2 separate regions of the Zea mays genome follow, and region 2 is linked to region 1. Evidence: chromatin contacts called from public Hi-C data. All regions are on one chromosome and are shown on one strand. The core of a region is the stretch at or near the end of the contact, and the rest is flanking DNA. Distances in the headings are between cores, read along the strand shown.

Region 1 (7,202 bases), core at 2,048-4,547:
AGAAGGGGAATTGCTCCTTCATACGTAAATGTGGTTTAGCTATGAAGCTAAATTCGTGTTTTTTGAGAAATTATGGACTAAGAACAGGACAAAGGGAAAAATGCTACATCTTCAATAGACATCATCATGAACAAGACAAGGAAGAGGCCATTGTTTTCACAATGGCAATGGTATTTACGTGAATATACAAGACCTTCGGCTCAAAAGGGTTTTTCTTTATGAAGCGTGAAAAGAAGGGAGGTGTTTTTTCGCCTTCGGTTCCACAACGGTATGCACATCAATTTCACATTGCGCAAAGAAATATAGTACACAATTCAATTGAGCGCAGTACACAATTGTATTTACTCACAACAAAACACAAGCTTTTGAATGTTTTTTACATGTCTACAAGACATAAAATTGGAAAAGTTTTTACAACAGTTCAATCATCTTATCTCAGAACCTTCTCAACAGCTACGTTTAGCAAAGTATTAACAACTTGAATTCATCAAGGATTCCCCTTAGTGATGGATCAGCTTTGGGATCATACGATTCTAGGGGTGGATGTCACACCCGGATTTAAGGGGTAAACCCGGGTGCGTCTCATATGTGCGCCAAAGAAGAACAACACATATAATGACCAAGTGTATAGAGATAAATGTCACAAACATTATTACATAGAGGAAGTGTCTTACAAAAATAAATGATAAAAAATAAGTGAACTAATATTATTTCCTTGGCGCTAATAATCTGACTGGGAGACGCCACCTAGACTTTATCAAACTCTTCATAGTAGTCCTCCTCCTGGTCTACCTGCTCTTCACCTGTGGGGGGATTTATATATCGCAAGGGTGAGCTCACAAAAGTTCATATCTCAACATGTGTGGGGAATAATGTGCATGAGCTCACCAAAAGTGGGGGCTAATGTGTAGTGTTAGGCTGATCAACAAATAATGGTTAAGGCAAAGCATTGCTTTTAATAAGTTAGTCAAGTTTTATTAGCAGTTACTAAGTATAAGTAAATACTAACCCAAATAATGAGAGATCATAATTAATAAATAAACCACAATGTGATGCAAATGACCAATTAAATTTAATTCCATAAGTTACTCATGTATGGGTCTGAGCCGCTCTTGACCGTTAGCACGACTGATATACCAGTTTTACACTCTGCAGAGGTTGCACATCTTTACCCACAAGTCATGTTACCCATCTACCACGGGGTGGTACGGGCCCCATACACCTCACCGAGGAGGCCAGGAAGGGTAACACTACGAGGCCTTTACAAAGTTCCACTAGCTTCAGGAAACCCGCTACGGTTTCTGAGGAGAGTGATATAGGAATCCCCTGTCTGAAAAGCTATCTCAGCAAGATCAACCCGAGAACCTCCCTATATCGACAACTCCCCTACCTCCCTTGCCCCTTTCGGGTAAGGTAGTCCTCCACTAGTTTTCCTAATTAGTTAGCCAAGGGCGTCCCATACCACCCTTGTGGTAGCACTATTTTCCCGGGTGGTCGCTCCATGTTCCAATTAATATAATGATCTTGTCATGAATAGTAAATAACTCATTGGTAATAAAAGGCATGATCATGAAAAATGTGTATCTTAACACCCAAAACCACAAAAGCAATAGCTTGTACTACCCAAAAGTTCAGTGGTTACAAGGTATAAAGATGACCAAACTAGGGTGACCTATTGGGTCCTATCAAATTTAACCTATGCAGATCATAATGATTAACAGGAACATTATTTGGTCAAGAAAAGTGATCAAGGGCACAACTTGCCTTCAATGAGCTCCTGCTCTGTATTTTCAACCTGTTGAGTATAGGGATCCTCGGTTGTTTGCTTGTCTACTCGCAACAGTACAAACAAACATGGTATAAGATAAATTAACATCACACCAAACATAAGAACGTACTGCATCATAATGTTCTACGCATCGCAACGAGATCATAGGTTCAAGAACCACTAAATTTGGAGTTACGGTTAAAGAGTTATGATCTTCTGAAGATTTAAGTGTTAGATATGAAATAAATTAAGTTCATAATTTTAACCTATGTTTCATAACAAAAATAAGGTTACTAGATGATAAGCAATATTAATACGAATATAATGCAACTAGAATGGATCAAAAAGGAGTTAAAATGAATTACTTATGAATTAAACAAGTTTCTGGAATTATTTCTATACTAGAAAACATTTTCCGAATTAATTTATTCCATTAATTCAATTCCTGGGTTGCGGTTTGGATTTTCTAATAGCTTAGGGTTTATTTTATGAATTCTAGGATCTAGTAATAATTCCTTTTGAACTATTCTGGACGACGAGTTTATTACCACAGAACTGAGGGGCTCCTATGTAAAAAAGGCTGACCGAAGAGTTATGAATAGATAACAGTCGCCTGATAAAAAAATGGACGACACAGATTAAATCATACCCCACTTGAACCGGCACGCACTGCTAGTCTTCGGATTACCCATCAAAGGTAAGGATTTAAATTATTCCAGATCTTCCTCCTGGCGTCCAAAGTTGGATCTGCGGTTCGGATCTAATTGACGAAGGGGTAAGCCACTATCTAATCCACACCATTCATCCAGATCACGATGGACAAGACTGAGCGAGCGCGAGGTTTATGGGTGGTTGGATCACGACCATTGATCACGCCATCAACGATAGCGCCATCATCTTCCTGGCGAGGTTGCGCCGCTGGCCTCCCACGGTGGAGCACGACGACGGACAGTGCTTTGCGGTAAATAGCGATCCTAACTAAGAAATAACACCACCCCCGACACGAGAGGGACAAGGCAAAGGAAAGGACAAAGTAATTACCAGGGATTGCGAAACCACAAGCTCCGCCCACGGTCAAGCGTGGTATGGCGGTGGACGTTGAAGTGCGACGAGAAATCGTCATTGGGCCGCTCGATTCTCGACCCCGGCAACACCGCGTATTCGTCCGATAGGCCCCGATGAGCCTCCCTGGGTATCCACAGCTTCTGGACACCAGCGTAGCGCGAGTCCGACGGTGGCAACCTTCGCCTTCCCTCCCTTTCTCTCTTCATGGTGCGGTGCTCAGAGCCAAAGCGCCCTATGGTTTTGTGAGGTGTGTGCACGTGGCCGAGGACGCCCTTCCCCTTCCTTATAGGCTTGACAGGATGGACTCGGTGACCTACCAAGCTGGGGAGACTGCGGCCATGGTTTTTACGCCGCGCTGGATTAGGGGCATTTTGTTGGGAGGTTGGCGCTGACAGCATGGTCCCCTATGTAAGTCTCAGGGCATGGCTAGGAGAGAGAGTGACTGAGTCACGGGCCCCATATGTCGACGCAGGCATTTGGTATGGCGTGACAGACTTGTGAGGCCTACCAGTTTGGTGTTGTGGTAGCGTGCGTGGGACGGCTGACCCGCGGGTCCCACCTGTACGTCTTTCTCGTTGGGCCGGCGGGGGAAGAGGAGTGGTTGGGCCAAAATCAACAGACCAGGCCCAATTAGTTACATAGCCTTGAGACAAATTTTACCAAGGGATACTTAGTGGATGATTAGTTGTGAATTTCTAAAGCTCTGGGCTACAAGGTGCTCTTAACTAACTTTCTTTTTGAAAAATGTCAAACAACAAATTTGGAAGTTTTTCCGAACTTTTATTTGGACAAGAGCAATCATTCCTAAAGTTGGGAAATTTTCTCTATAGGGAAAGGTTTCTAGAATTTTCTAAAGTTTTCTCTATTTCTCTCATGGGGCAGGTGGCACTATATTTCCTTACTCAACTATAACTTTTCATATTTTTCTCTAGAGCTACATTACTTTAATATTTTGAGAAAAATAAGGTTGTTTTTTGTTACACATTTTTATGTCACTTTTCATTTTCTAAATGAATAGGTAGGAACATAAATCAATTGCAAATCTCCACTTAATTGGGTGAACTAAGATGTTCAACATTTTTATATGGGTCCACTATACATTAGGCATCTACTAAAATTTTCTTAAACATAGCATACAAGTTTTACTATTATTCCCTTTATTTCCATACTTTAAACAATATCCTAATTTAACAAAAACTTCTAGAAATAGTACTGGACTAAGGTGGTTTTCTATTTTTTCTCTAAAATTTATTTAGTACAGAGCCTAGCCAAATTGGTTTGACCAAATTTGGATATTTATTTCACAACTTATGAATTTTTGAAGTTATCTGCAGAATTTGTAAAAGATTTAATTTAAAGGGAAAGGAAAAACTGGTTTGCATCGGGGTCCCTGACTAATCCTTCCCTTTTCTTTCGCACATAAGCCCTTCGGTCACTATACCTATAAGTCTACGAGTTCACGCATAAGCCCTTCTGTCACTGTCCATGGAGAAAGACAATAAGCTTCTACTACAAATCTACAAATATTTTCATCTTCTGCAAGTGGTTTCATTCCACTATAGGTATCATTTACATGTCTTCTCCAGATTTTGATTAGACTATATTTCATATCTTATGCTTCCCATGTTGCTATAAATGCATATGTTATTAAAATACATCTTTTACCTATGTATAGGGGGAGTTAGTCTACTCAAAAATATCTTTTACATCTCTTTCTCAAGTGCTTTTCCTAAGTAGAGGATCTCCGACAGGGGGAGTAAATCTTCATCTATGACAAAGGGGGAGAATATTCTTTCAAAGGGGGAGAACACTCTTTTAGGGGGCGTAATCTTTTAGAGGGCAGGTCTTATTTGCTTCCTATATGCTTTTAATGTCTTCCTTTTCTGTGTTTGATTCTAAAAGGGGAGAAGTTTTAGGGACCAAAGCAATTCAAAATATATCAAACACCAAACACCACCCAATTTAAAATTTAAAATCTTGAACTTACAAGTGGTTTTGGTTCTACAAATGTTTTTGGTCTAAAATAGGAAGTATGTGAATTATGGAGTTAGGGGGGCTTAAGTCCATAATCTCACTTTGTGGGGACATTCATGCATCCTAGCAAGTAGATTGTATATTTTCATCAAAATATTTGTTATATTTGCTTGCTTTGGTTGTGTTGTCATCAATCACCGAAAAGGGGGAGATTGTAAGGAAAATGGACCTCGGCCCATTTGACTAATTGATTTTGGTGTTTGATGATCAACATCACCATTTGGACTAATGCGTTTGCAAGTATTTTTGTTTGTAGTTCACAGGATGCAAAGAGGATTAGACTAAGGCTCTGTGGATGCAACACCTCAAAAGAAGACATTAAAAATACCATAAGTGAAGATCAACAAGTATCAAGCAAATTCCAAGACATGAAGAATCTGTTGCCACTAGTGGAACGACCGGCTGAGAGCACCGGACTGTTTGGTGCCACGCCACCAGATTGTCTAGTGCACCAGGGAACAGTAGCCCAACAGCTAGTTCCTAGTGGCACTATGGAGGAGTCTGGTGTGACACCAGATGTGGCGGAACCACCTGAATTATTCTAGCTTAAGTGCCCAAGTTGCACCCTTAAAGGTAGCAACACACTTAAACCGGAATAACCCGTCAGTCCCTCGGATCTAGTCCGATAAAGCCACTTACCAAGATCGAATACCACTAGCTCACTCGAAGGTGAGGCACAGATAAATACAATAAAGCATAATACCACAAATTTAAGAAGTATCAGAAGTGATTACATCATCGGAGTTTTAGAAATAATAATAACCATAAGTTTTAATGTAGCGGAAATAACTAACGGAGAAAACCGGGTAACATGGTGAAGCCTGGCCACGCTACTCCTCCTGGTCCTCTCCTGTGGAAGCAGTAACCCACTCGACCGTGTATCCCGGTGGCAGGGATGGAGGCCAAGTCACACCATCAACCAAATCAAGGGGGCTACCTGCAAAATTATGCCACAAGCAAGGCTGAGTATACTAATACTCAGCTAGACTTACCCGGTGTGAGGAGTCTACTCCTCTACCTCTAGACCATGCAGCTGTTTGGCTTAGGGGTTTGGTATCAACATTTTTTGCCAGTCATCTCATTTCCACTTATTACTCAATGCAGCAGCATGGATCAAGCAGTCTCATTAGCTGCGAGAAGCAGACGATTCGAATCGAGTTTTAACCTTGCAAGGTAAACCTAAACACACGACGTGGCGAGTCACTCCGTCCCCACACACATCAACCGTCCCCATCGATTCCCTGGCAACAAAAAGAGGCTCACCGCCTTAGCGTACAATGCCTCACTAACCCCGACTGCCGTCGTGCAGTGACCGCACTTGTACCCACCATAACTGGAATGGGAGACCACGTTTCAGGTCGCGTGAGGAGGTCAATCCGCGGGCAGGTTCATTCAGGTACTAGGCTTGCCGATTTACCATATTTCTCGGCATGTGTTTAGTACGCTCAAACGCTTGACACACGGTACCACACCTTAATCCTTATTTCAATTTCTGTCTCGTAGACAACGCATCCCCATGGATCGTTGTGCACAGACCATCATCATTCCGATATAAAAATGGATACAATCAATTCCTAACCTCGCGCGAGTGCTAGAAAAATCACTCGACTTCTACTGAGATCCCTAATTAGTAAAGCAGCTATTCGACCTAGCATACTAGTATCCATCTCAAAGGAATCATGAGTTCATGTAGCTAGGGTTTCAGACAACTTCTACACTTAAGTGCACAGTACAAACCTATAATCATTAAGTGCAGTAAAATAGCATATATAACGGTTATGTATAAAACCGGGGCTTGCCTAGAATTCAACACTTAGATAGTGTTTGCTAGAGGGTACTCTCTTGGCGAGCATCCACTGGTTATGTTCATCCTTCCTTAGGTTGTCCACCAACTGCATCTTGTTGTCGGCACCACATCACTTGCACGATCATCATCTCTCGGCCTAAATGAGATGCAAGATGCATCTGTATGAATAGAATGAAATATATCACAAGATACTACAAGTACATGCTAGCGAATTAAACACTTAGTAGCGAGACATCATGAGCAACCACACACACCAGCGCTAGCTAACTACATGTCATCGGTGTTCACAATAACACCACTAGAAGGACGACAAACATTTCCTATATTTACCCAACACAAACACGATATCACGAGCACAAGCATTTACCACGTTCACTTTAATCATCCATTAGTTACCTAACATTAAATTAGTTAAGTCCATAAGTTCGCTCCGACTTATATATAGACAGACTTAGTTGAAAAGGAACTAGACACTTAATTGGCTTTACAATTATTCACTAGGCAAACACTTATTAGACCTTAACCAAT
Region 2 (7,202 bases), core at 2,387-4,886, 250 kb before region 1:
TTCTCATACCAATCATCCTCGTTGAAGAAACCCTCTTGGTGAAGCTCTCTGTGTTGGGGCCTTCGGTTTTGCTCATCTTGAGTAAGATGACGTACTTCTTCAGTGGCTTCGTCAATCTGCTTTTGTAGGTCAGCTAGCCGAGCCATTTTTTCCTTCTTCTTTTGTACTTGCTGATGAAGCATCTCCATATTCCTGATCTCTTGGTCCAACTCATCCTCTTGGGGTGTTGGACTGGTGGCCTTCCTCTTCTGGCTTCGAGCCTCTCGAAGAGAAAGGGTCTCCTGGTTCAGGTCCAGCGGCTGCAGAGCGGCAGTCCCTGTTACTGAAGCTTTCTTTGGTGGCATGACGAAGTTCGATGCTTGCCGAAGGTGATCGAAAAAGGTTCACCGGATGTGGGCGCCAATGTTGGGGACTTGTCCTTAAATGCTATGAGTTAAGAACAAGGCAACACAGAAATTGTTAAACATTAAAATCCTTCGTTATTCGAAGCATTATTTCCCTTGGGATATAATGAGTGTCGGACGAAGGTTATGAGGGACATGCCTTCGTAGGTACAACAAATAATAAAGAAGGATTCATACAAAATATGAAAAATAATATAAATGCTTAAATATTATCATTAACTCATTTCTATTTTATTATTATGGAAAGATAGAAATGATAACAAATTACAAATATACCTTCGGCTCGAAAGAAGGCAAAAGTACAAGCGTGACGCAAAAGCAAATGCCAAGTCAGCGTGAACAGTACGGGAGCACTGTTCATCTATTTATAGGCACGGGACGCAACCTATGTAAAATTACACCCATGCCCTTTACATTTGCTAATAACTCTATAGTAATCCATCGGGGTCTAAATAGTCTTTTCCCCTTTAAGTCGGTTTCCTTTTCTGCTATCACGCTGAAGCTCCCCTGCACATAGCTTCGGCTCTGCGCCATCCTTCGTATTCTTTGTGCTTCTTCATATTGTGGTTATGACCTAAGTCTGAAGGTACCTGTTCATATATCATACTCCAGAAACATTGTTAAATCATGTTTTTGAGAACCTTCGGAAGCCGAAGGCCCCCAACAGACACAGTTATATATAAGTGAATGACAAATAAGATCAATTACATAAACATTTACATCGGCACTCCTTTGCAATGCCTCCTGTCAGTTCTGGCTAGAAGAACTCCCTTGGAAAAGGGAACGTGCACCAGGGACTATCCTGCTAGCCGCATTAAGAAACCCCCTCGTAGTGTGTTTTGTTTTCCTACCACTCAGCTTGTTCAATAGAAAAACATTAAAGGTATTAGCTCCATAAAATTAAATATAATTAATAAAAAACAAATAATACATCACATAAAATTAAATTATGCATTACAAATCAAAACTCATCGGAATCACGACCAAGGAGTCTTCTTCGATCCAAAGCTCGCAATGTGGTTTTTTTGTTCCATGGATTTTTTTTCATTTCGGTGCAACACCCTCATCAGTAGTGATATCATCACGGTCTCCGACTAGTGAGTTGAGTGCAACACCCTCATCGACATTAAAAGTGGGTGGCAATTCTTCTTCTTGATAAACCTCATCGGTCTGGTCGTCTTCGAATTGATAACCAGCAGTGCAAGGAGTATGTAAACGTTCCCTAGGGTTCACCTTGTGAACTACCCACCATGCTTTAAACTTTGGATTTGGTATAACATATAGTAGACCTGCCCGCACTGGTGTGAAAGGATAAAATTATGATGGCCTGGAAGTTGTTCCTTGTGCTTTACTGTCACACTCGAATTTAAAGGATAAAGTCGGGTGCGTCTCATATGTGCGCCAAGGAAGAACATCACATATAATGTCAAAGTGTATAGAGATAAATGTCACATATAACATAAGTGTCAGTATTACATAGAGAAAGTCTTACAAAAAATGATAATAATAAAGCGAATTAATATTATTCCCTGGCGCCACAAAGCTGACTGGGAGACGTCACCTAGATCAACTCGAATTCTTCATTGTAGGGCGTCTCCTCTTGGACCACCTGCTCTTGACCTGTCGGGGGAGTTTATATATCACAAGATTGAGCTCACAAAAGATCATAGCTCAACAAGTTGTGGGGAAGAATGTGCATGAACTCACCAAAGGTGGGAGCCCATGTGAAGTGTAAGTCTGATCAATAAATAAGGGTTAAAGCTGAGCATTGCTTTTATAAGTTGGTCAAATTTTATTAGCAGTTACTAAATGTAAGTAAATATCAAACCAGAGTAATAGTAGATCAAAATAATAATAAATCCCAATGCGATACAAATGACAAATTGAATTTAATTCCATAAATTAATCACGTGAGGGTCCGAGCCGCTTATAACCAAGAGCACGGCTGATATACCAGTTTTACAATCTGCAGAGGTTGTGCATCTTTACCCACAAGTCATGTTACCCATCTGCCAAGATATCGCGACTTCCCATACATCTCTACCAAGGAAGCGAGGCAGGGTAACACTACGAGGCCTTTACAAAGTTCCACTAGCTTCAAAAAACCTGCTACAGTTTCTAAGAAGCTCCAATGTTGGGACCCCTTGCCTGACCGCCATCGCAGCAAAATCAACCCAAAGGCCTCCCTACACCGACCACTCCCCTACTGCCTTTGCCCCTTTCGGGTAAGGTAGTCCTCAACTAGCTTTCCTAATTAGTCAGCCAAGGGCGTCCCATACCACCCTTATGGTAGCACTGTTTTCCTGGGTGGTCGCTCCATGTTCCAATTAACATAATGATCTTATCATGAACAGTAAATAACAAACTGATAATAAAAGTATGATCATGAATAATGTGTATCTCAATACCCAAAACCACATAAAGCAGTAGCAGGTACTACCCAAAAGATCAGTGGTAAACAAGGTATAAAGATAGCCAAACTAGGGTAACCTATTGGATCTCATCAAAATTAACATATGTAGATCATTATGATTAACAAGAACATTATTGGGTAAAAAGAAGTGATCAAGGGCACAACTTGCCTTCACGAGCTCCTGCTCAGCAGTCTCCACCTGATGAACCCCTGAATCCTTTGTGGCTAGCTCGTCTACTCGTTACAATAAAAACAAACATAGTATAGAAGAAATTAACATTACACCAAACAGTAGAACATAATGCATGACAATATTCTACGAATCGTAACAAGATCGTAGGAATGGGACTCACTAAATTTGAAATTACGGTTGTCGAGTTATGAATTTCTGAAGTTATTAAGTGCTTGGTGTGCACTAATTCAGGTGAATAATTTTAACTCATGTTTCATGGCTACACAAAGTTACTAAGTGACGAACAATATTAAAACAAAATTAATGTCACTGGAATGGATCAATTTGAAGTTAAAATAAATTAAATATGAATTATACAAGTTTCTAGAATTATTTTTATATTATAAATCAATTTCTATAATATCTTATCTAATTTCTCTGTTCTTTGGACCGCACGCATAAATCAGAGAAGCTCGGGGTCTAAACCATAATTTTCCCAAGACTCAATGTCAACCTGGGTGGACGGCAGGCCAGGTTGATAACCTATAATTTTAGGGTCCTTTTTAGAAGGTGCGCGCGGCGAAGGGGTATCCTCGGATTTCATCCATTGGATCAGATCCAAAGGCCAATATTAGAACGCGGTCATCTTTAAGGGCTACACTATGCTTACCGCTAGATCCTAATCATACGCCCCTGGTGCTAAACAGCTTGAGCACATCCCGCGCCTTCTGATTGACGAGTCTGGAAGATCGTGGCCATCGTGCAAGAGATCAATGGCCCAGACTAACCCAGGCAGTTACTATGTGCTACGCACTATGGTGAATAGAGTGAACCGATCTCGAGGCTTCTTACCTACAATGGCGTCTTAACGTGCTCCACCCTCGGAGCGGTGCGGCCCGTGGCAGAGAAGTGTCTCCGATGAGGAATTCCTGGCAATCCGATTGATCCCCGTGTCCCAGAGGTCCCCATATGATTCCTGGGTGTCCCGCCGAAGTACACTGGCCTACCTGTGAAGCTCTGGCGATGGCGTCCCCGCGATTCCACTTCACGACGACAATCCCCCAAGCTTCGCCGACGATGGGGGGGTTCGTGGCTTGGTACAGTTTCCTTGTAATGACTGGTCGAGATCTGCGGCCGCATGATTCTTATAGTCCGAGGTCAAGGAGGGGAGAAAAAGGCGGCCACGATCCAACGCCATGGCGGCGATTTCGCATGGGCGTTGCTGAGGAGAAGAAAACGCCGACAAGGGGGGCCCACTTGCCAGTGCCCAAGTTGACCCGTGGTGCACGGACACACGGCCACACTGGTCCACCTGACAGCGAGGAGGCTATGCGCTTTGGATCTATGGACATGTGGGCCCGGTCTGTAGGCAACAACAGGTCGACGCGTTACGAAGTGGGCCGGTGCGTGGCAAAGGGAGGGGAAAACGGGCCGAAATCTCGAGGTGGCGACCGTGCATGCGATTCCCTTTTCTTTTCTTTTTCTGTTTATTTTTTTCTTTTCACTTTTAGATTCCAAAATGTGATGAATTAATTTATTTATATATTTATTTTGTATTGTATTTCTCATCTCATTATTATATTTCTATTATTATTATTTTATTATTAAGTGCACAAACAAGCAAAACTCCAATATGCTGCATATTTATTGATGTGCCTTATTTAATTCCTTAACTGTGATTATCCCCATGAAATGATGAGTGGATGACAAGACATGTAACGAGACCAACTCTTTTATGAGTTTTTATAATTATTGGTTTTACAAATCCTACCCCTTTACAAAGAATCTCGTCCTCGAGATTAGGATGGACTTAAAAAGAGGTGGGGAAAATCTACTCGCAGCTCTTCTTCTCTGTCCCAAGTAGCCTCATCTTCACCATGGTGGCTCCATTGCAATTTGCACATTTTGATCACTTTACTCCTCGTGACACGAGTCAAGGTATCAATAATCTTTATAGGATACTTCGTATAAGTCAGATCATCTTGAACACTGAGATCCTCCATAGGTAGCTGTTCTTCGGGTACCCTAAGAAACTTCTTTAGTTGGGATACATGGAAGACATCATGTACATCCGCAAGATGATCGGGTAATTCTAGTTCATAGGAAACTTCTCCCACTCGCTTCAGGATCAAGAAGGGCCCAATAAAGCAAGGGGACAACTTCCCTTTAACTTTAAATCTCTGCATACCCCGGATCGGTGACACCTTTAGATACACGTGATCACCCTCCTTAAACTCTAATAGTCGTCTCCGGGTATCCGCATAACTTTTCTACCTTGACTGTGCGGTTCTCAAATTCTCCCTTATCAACCGGACTTGTCCTTCTGCCTCTTGTATAATTTCTGGCCCAAAGAACTGCTTTTCACCAGTTTGATCCCAATATAGTGGAGTCCAGCATTTTCTGCCATATAGAGCCTCAAACAGGAACATCTTTAAACTGGCCTGGTAGCTGTTATTATAAGAGAACTCCGCATATGGTAAACTCTTATCCCAACTACCACCATGTTTAAGAGCACAAGCTCTTAACATATCCTCTAGCACTTGGTTGGTTCTCTCAGTCTGTCCATCAGTTTGAGGATGGTAGGCCGAGCTGAAGTTGAGTCTTGTATCCAAGCACTCATGCAACTTCTGCCAGAACCGAGAAGTAAACTATGATCCCCGGTCCGACACGATCTTCTTGGGCACACCGTGTAGACAAAATATTCGTGCCATGTACAACTCTGCTAGCATTGCTCCTGAATATGTGGTCTTCACTGGGATAAAGTGGGCTACTTTACTTAGCCTGTCCACAATCACCCATATAGAGTCATACCCAGTAGATGCACGGGGTAGACCTACAATGAAGTCCATGCCAATATCTTCCCACTTCCACTTAGGTACCTTAAGCAGGTGCAGCAAACCAGCAGGTCTTTGTTGTTCAGCTTTTACCCTCTAGAAAACATCACATAATGCTACATGCGAAGCAACATCCTTCTTTAGTCCATACCACCAATACTTCTGCTTCAAGTCCTGGTACATCTTTGTACTACCTGGATGGATGGAGTATGATGAGTCATGTGCTTCCTTTAATATAGTTTCACGAAGACTGTCGATCTCAGGAACACAAATCCGGTTCTTGAACCATATAGTGCCCTGCTCATCCTCTGTGAAGTATAGGCCTCTACCTTCAGTTATCAGATCTTTGATCTCTTGAATTTTGACATCACCGATCTGACCCTTTCGTATTTCTTGTTCTAAGGTAGGTTCCAGTTATACGGTAATCCCTTCAGTATGAGCAACTATCCCTAGATTGAGCTTCTCAAAGTCTTCTGCTAACTCATCGGGTAACTGGGCGACAATAGCTGCATGGACATGCTCCTTCTGACTCAAGGCATCCGCAACCAGATTAGCCTTGCCCCGATGATAATGAATCTCCAAGTTATAATCCTTGATGAGCTCCAACCAACGGCGTTGCCTAAGGTTGAGATCCTTCTGAGTGAAGATATACTTTAAGCTCTTGTGATCAGTATAGACTTGGCACTTAGTGCCTATAATATAATGCCTCCAAATCTTGAGAGCATGCACTATGGCTGCCAGCTCTAAGTCATGAGTGGGGTAGTTCAACTCATGATTTCGCAACTAGCGAGACACGTAGGCGATGACATGTCCTTCCTACATAAGTACACATCTCAGGCCCTAGCGGCTTGCATCACAATATATATCAAAACTCTTCTCTAGATCTGGCATAATCAACACTAGGGCTGCCATCAATTTAAACCTCGGTTGATTGAAACTCTCTTGGCATTCCCAAGTCCACTTAAACTCCTTTCCCTTCTCTAACGATGAGGTCATAGGCTCCGCAATCTTGGAGAACCCTTCAATGAATCGCCGGTAATAGCCCGCGAGTCCCAGGAAACTCTGGACCTCCGTAATTGAACTTGGTATCTTCCAACCAACTATCGCATTTACTTTAGTTGGATCCACTAAAATTCTTCCCTTGGAGATGATATGCCTGAGGAATGGTACTTCATCAAGCCAGAACTCGCACTTGGTAAATTTTGCATAGATCTGATTATCCTGTAACTTCTGTAGCACCATCGCAGATGTTCCTCATGATCACTATCATTCTTGGAATAAATAAGGATGTCGTCGATAAATACCACGACGAATCTATCAAGATACTCCATGAACACCTTGTTCATCAGATTCATGAAGTAGGCTGGTGCATTAGTTAG

What was found. A called contact is a pair of places that touch in the nucleus more often than the background predicts.
Region 2: a Hi-C map of tassel shows a contact between it and region 1, with 2.3 times the contacts expected there. The contact joins two enhancer-like sites. A contact is called at or near these places in 3 of 25 Hi-C or Micro-C datasets (endosperm, leaf and tassel).

Annotation. Positions count from the first base shown.
Region 1 is chr2:101,994,661-102,001,862 of Zm-B73-REFERENCE-NAM-5.0, reverse strand. No RefSeq gene overlaps it. Among protein-coding and RNA genes, the nearest start is that of LOC103648815, 88 kb to the left of the region's middle. Within about 2 kb of position 3,297, at least 18 of the 20 cell types and tissues checked have an H3K27ac peak or open chromatin away from gene starts, as enhancers often do. A contact at or near this core is called in leaf and tassel, where this site is marked.
Region 2 is chr2:102,244,140-102,251,341 of Zm-B73-REFERENCE-NAM-5.0, reverse strand. No RefSeq gene overlaps it. Among protein-coding and RNA genes, the nearest start is that of pht13, 15 kb to the right of the region's middle. Within about 2 kb of position 3,636, at least 16 of the 20 cell types and tissues checked have an H3K27ac peak or open chromatin away from gene starts, as enhancers often do. A contact at or near this core is called in leaf and tassel, where this site is marked.